Regions from separate parts of the Mus musculus genome. Here region 1 is linked to region 2. A link is a contact called in public Micro-C data. All regions are on one chromosome and are shown on one strand. The core of a region is the stretch at or near the end of the contact, and the rest is flanking DNA. Distances in the headings are between cores, read along the strand shown. Region 1 has its middle 120 kb from the start of Gm34799. Region 2 has its middle 46 kb from the start of 4930452A19Rik.

What was found. Hi-C and Micro-C count contacts between places; a contact is called where the count stands out from the background.
Region 1: a Micro-C map of muscle stem cells shows a contact between it and region 2, with 4 times the contacts expected there. The contact joins two enhancer-like sites. A contact is called at or near these places in 4 of 484 Hi-C or Micro-C datasets (the C2C12 cell line, muscle stem cells and myocytes).

The regions. Positions count from the first base shown.
Region 1 is chr17:10,024,017-10,026,868 of GRCm38.p6, forward strand. No RefSeq gene overlaps it. Among named protein-coding and RNA genes, the nearest start is that of Gm34799, 120 kb to the left of the region's middle. Within about 2 kb of position 1,490, at least 15 of the 459 cell types and tissues checked have an H3K27ac peak or open chromatin away from gene starts, as enhancers often do. A contact at or near this core is called in the C2C12 cell line, muscle stem cells and myocytes, where this site is marked.
Region 2 is chr17:9,820,073-9,822,807 of GRCm38.p6, forward strand. No RefSeq gene overlaps it. Among named protein-coding and RNA genes, the nearest start is that of 4930452A19Rik, 46 kb to the left of the region's middle. Within about 2 kb of position 1,484, at least 22 of the 459 cell types and tissues checked have an H3K27ac peak or open chromatin away from gene starts, as enhancers often do. A contact at or near this core is called in the C2C12 cell line, muscle stem cells and myocytes, where this site is marked.

The DNA.
Region 1 (2,852 bases), core at 240-2,739, 200 kb after region 2:
GTGTGTGTTTGTGTATATGCATGTGTATATATGAACATGTATATATGCTTGTGTGCATGTGTATGTTTGTGTGTGCGTGTGTATGTGCATGTGTGCATTGTGTGTGAATACATGTGTTTGTATATGTGCACATGTAGGGAGTATTTGGGGCCTATGGTGTGTGTATGTATGTGTATATGTGGGCGTTTGTGTATGCACATGTGTGTTCATGCACATGGATGGACTGTGTATGTAAAAGTGCATGTGTATATGTTTGTGGGCATATGTGTTCATGTATATGTCTGGATATCTGTATGTGCATATATGCATGTGTGTGTATACATGTGTGTGTGCTTTCATGTACCCTATTCTTCATATCCTTACACAGTTTCTCAAAGCAGAGGAGACAATGCCTTCTTTATTCATCTGACTTCACAAAGTCACCTTCACATCTGACACTGATCTCTAAGAAACAGCTGTCTGGGTGCATGCCTGCCAACCCAGCTACTGAAGAGACTGGAACAAGAGGACCACTTGAGCCCACAAACTAGGCACCAGCCCAGGCAACTAACAAGGCCCTGACTCCATCCCCTCAAGAACCTGTTTCTGATATAGATCATTATTCTTTCCTTTAACAAAACCCATATGTAGAAACTATCACTGCTCAGTATTGGATCCCCACCCAGGGATAGTAATTGGCTAGACACAGGAGACTGGAGGCATTGACCTTGTGGACTCTGGAACTAGCAACAATATGAAAATGGCACCCTGGCACCTCAGGTGGGACTAAATTGTCACCGACAAGGTCTGTGTTTATAATCCGTACTGAAAAGAGACTCTGGGGAGTGTGCAGATGGCTCACTTGGGAAAGCGTTTGCCACATAAGCATAAGGAGCTGTGTTCTATCCCTGGCACCCACCTAAGAGAACACACCTTAACGGTGGTCATGGAGAACCTCAGTACTGGGAAAGAAGAGATACCAGCATCCTGGAGCTTGCTGGCCAGTCTATCCAACTCCAGGTTCAGTGAGAAACACTGTCTTAGCATAGCAATAAGCTGGTAGAAAAAACGACTGAGAAACCAACCAATGCTATGCTCCAGCCTCCACACTCAGGTGCATTTGCACATGTACACACACACATGAGAGAGAGAGACAGAGAGACAGAGAAAGAGAGACTCTGAAGTTGGCATCCTAAGCCATTCCTTATGGAAGTCAACAGCTGAAATGTCCACATAACCAGATTCCGCCATGGAGCCAACAATTTGCTCTGGTTGGAAATCTAAGCTGTGGCAACAGCTGTTCTGCCCCTCACCCTAGTGTGGAGCTTTTCACACAAATGGCCCTCACAGCTGGGGTGTGGAACCATCTATTCTTTCAAGGCAGTTGTTCCCCCAAAGAAGTATTTGTTCTGTGTGCCCCACATTTTCCAGAGCACAAGACCAGGATGGCTGGAATCACTGTGCTGTTAGAGACAGAGGCACCAGGCAGCTGTCAGCCCAGGACCTGCATGAGTCTCGGCCCAGAGGATATCAGCTTCCTCGCAGCTGTCCGTACCCAAAACCCCACAGGCCCTCGGTGTAATTCTCATATGTGTGCTATTAAAAAAACAAAACCTTCTATGAGACAGAGATCCACACCAGGCTATCTGCCTCCCTATAGCTGTGAGAGCAGAGAGCCCGAGTCTGAACAGACTTTGCAAAACTGCTTCCTCATCCAAGCAGAAAGGTTAAATTCAATAGGAAAACATCATGCTAGCCCAAGTTGGTGTTTCTCTCAGGTTCTAAAGGAGTTCAGCAAGCGCCAGGTTTTCTCCTACCTCAGTATCCACACAGCAGCTGAGTACACTGTAAATTGCAAATACTCCTCTTTGAAAAACAAAGGAACAGGGTGGCCAGTTCTGTACATGGGAAAGAGCAATGTATAGGATGTCATACAAGCGTTTGGGATCAACAGCTACTTCAGCACAAAGGGAGAGAGGTTCTTGTTTGTTTGAGGCCTGGTAATTATAGGTGACCTTCAAAGAGGGGAATGGTCCAATAGGGGACCGCATCTCTCCTGAAGAGAATGCCAGTTCAGCAAAATGAGCTCCTTGGGGAAACCTCTGAGCTGGTGACACTGGCTCAAGTTTAATTTCACAAGAACCATGTAGTGATATAAATTGATGTTTCTCTAGAGAAATTCTGGGTTGTTGTTGTTGTTGTTGTTTTTATTCAGAGTCTTTAAAGGTATTATCTTTCAACTGTTGCCACTGGCTCTCTAAAGGTCTCTAATGGTTACATTGATAACAAGGGGACCACCCAAAAGTAACAGCCTAGACAGGAAGCCATGGAAGAGAACTAGTACAAATTGTGATAAGAGTACCAAAGTGTAGATCTCTGAAATTGATGGCTTTTGATAGGGGAGTGGGTGGGGGAAGGACTCAGCTTTCTTTAAGGGGCTGGCCACTGGGAGCTTGACCATGCTCCAGTGAGTATATGGGTAACACAAATTGGATGACCTTCTTCTTCTCTCCTCCTCCTCTTCTTCCTCCTCCTCCTTCTTCTTCTGGTGAGGGAGTTAACAGGGTGGAGGACAGACCTTGGAGGACTGGGAAGTGAGTATGATAGGGGAAGATAATATGAAATTCCCATCTAATCAATAAAAACAATATGTTGGGAAAAGAATGAAAAAAAAAAAAGGAATTTCTAGGCACTGAGTCACTCCCATGTCCTGAAAAACAAAAGAAAGTCAACCACAACATGTCCAAAAGAGGGAACAAGAGGGTCGAGAGGCCCAAGGAACTTCTAATGCCATCAGTGGTGATCAGAAGAAAAGTGTTCATACTGCAGTTGAATGGACATAGGACCTTAGTCTGAGAGTGAGTAAGTGCTCC
Region 2 (2,735 bases), core at 234-2,733:
CCCTTGGTGAAGCCCTAAGCACAAGCTGTGGGAAGTTGGTAACATAGGATCAGAAGGGCAAAAGAGGAAGAGTGTGAATCATCAAAAGAAGAACAGAAAAACACTTCTACCCAAGGCATCATCTTTCAGTGTGGGCAAAATTACCACTTGGGAATGGTATTGAGCCGTTCCTTAAAAAAAAAAAAAAAAAAAAAAAAAAAAATCACCTTGGAAGAAAAACATGCATGCCCTATATTTTTTTTTTTTCAGTAGTAACCAGACCTCAATAATGGAACTGTTTATCAACTTCCATTCAACAGAGTCAGGAGAAACTAGTATTTTGACGTCCATGGTAAAAAGTGTTGACTCTCTGCTGTGGCAATTTGAATTCTGAAATGTTCTCTCCAGTTGGAATACTGACCTATGGCTAGATGGCCTTTGTTTTTAAGCCTGTTCATAGTAATTAAATTTGTAACTAAATAAAAATTAAGGAAATCTATGGATAGAGAAGTAGAAAGGATGCTATTTCTGTGAGAAGCAAATTGAATTCAATCTCTACTATAAAGCTGAGGTCACTGCTTGTAGATTAGACAAAAGCAAATTAAGAACTTTGGAGGGAAGCTAAAATGTTTGAGAATTTCTGAGCTCAGACATCACATATGACTATTTTATTTTTGGTTTCTTTTATTTTTATCTTGGCTTTTGGGGTGGACATATGATCTTGCTATGTAATCCAAGGTACATCACAGCGTACCTCCTGTTTTGTTCTCTTGTGTTTCTGGCACACACAACCACATCCTGATTTATAACTCTAATGTCTAACTGGTTGTAGAAACTCTAGGAGAAAGGTGTGGTTCACACCTTATGATTGTGGTCTATATAAATCTGTGTAAGTACAAGCCTGTGCCCGATGGGCAATGGGTCCAAACAAAACATATAAGTGGCTCCCTCCATGCAATCCTTATAATCTCTCATCTAAACCCATCCACAGATATCTCCTGTCTCCATGTTCTCCACCTACATTATAAGCAATACATTTCTGAAAGAACTGAGATTACTTGGGCCTTTGAGGCAATGTTTCTGGCTCTGTGAATATGCAGTGACAGCACTGTCTCAGAATCCTAGGCTTCATCCTATGCTCTTCCATCTCATCCTGAAATAAGCCTGTCTTTAAACTTTGATTTTGAGACAAGATAAAACAGCGGGGACAGAGGCATGCATGTAGTCACATTTCAGTCTTGCCTACACCTGTCAAGAATTAAGTCATAGGAACTGCCAACAGAACATGTGCACGCTTTGACTTGGACTGTACAAGAGCAAGTACCTTGGGGCTTTCTGGAATGGGTGGACAAATCAAGTTCTAGGCCCAGGTTAATGAGGCAGCTGGCAGTTACAACAGCAGCAGTTACCACTGCCAGGGAGAGGAGCGGTCTTTGCACGGCCATGGACCAGAATACCAGGGCACATGGGTGTGGTTGTCTGCCCATTCTGCCCAGAAGGTCTGTCACTGCAAAGGAATGTCATTTGTTCTCCACCCTGACCGCCAAGACAGAAGCTTCCACCACACAGACAGCAAAACTTGTCAGAAAGAGATCATGACATAAAAGTGCAAGCATGGGGATTGCCACACAGATGTAAGGAAATTTACAGAACCATTTTGGATGAGATGAGAATCTCTGACTTTGAACCTCGTATGCTGACACAGATCTGAATATAGCTACCTTAGATGTAGAATTTACAGGTAAATATCTCCATAGCCAATGGATGGGAGGGAACACTATTATCTTATCAGACTTTAGATAATTGTACAGACCAGTTATTAACCAAGTAGGCTAAGGTGGCTAGCCAGCAAGCTCCAGGGATCTGCCTGTCTCCACCTCCTTCGTGCCAGGACTTAAGTAAGCACCATGTGGCTAGCTACTTTTACGTGGGTTTCTGGATCTAGCTCTGCTACTCATGACTCTGTGGCAAGTACTTTACCAACTGACTATTTCCACAAACCTTTGTGCTTTTCAATTTTTCAGTGCTAAGTATTAGACCCAGGACCTCATATGTGCTAAGTGGGCAAAGTCTGAATTTCTAAGCAATACATTCTAATGGGGGTGTCTTAGGCAGTGTATTTGGAGAAACAGAAATCTAGAAATTAAAATCACGGAGGTAGGACAGAGAAGAAAAAATTAAAACATGGCTTCACTTTTTAACACTCAAGTGAATACAAGCCTCAAACTCTCACTGTTGGTTACAAAGAAAGATTGTGTTGTTGAATAAAATTACAGTGTGACTAACAAATAGGCTTGTCAATTTGGCTCTGCATTTCTGGGCTTAATATGAGATTACTATAGATGTCAGGTTATCTTCAATGATGGATTCTTCTCAGTAAAGTTCACTCGCAGTAAGACAGAGGAACATAGCTCGACATATCTACCCTTATTTCTTTTACCACAGCTGTATCATTACTGAACACCACTAAGCGGTCTGCCCCAGCCATATATCACTGCCCGCACTCTCAGCAACATAACCTCCCAGGCCACTCTTTGCTCTTTCCTCCACTCACTCCAATGTGAACTAGGAAGATTTACTTCACATCTCTTATATTTGTCTTTGAAAAGACTGCATGGAATTAGAGTCAAGAATAGAGTCTCAAGAACTGTATCTCAGAGACCATCCTGGGCTACGTGGAGAATGTGGAACGGTACCTGTTCACTCAGAACATACTCAGAATCATTCTCCCGAGGCGTAGCTCAGTAACTTCTTGT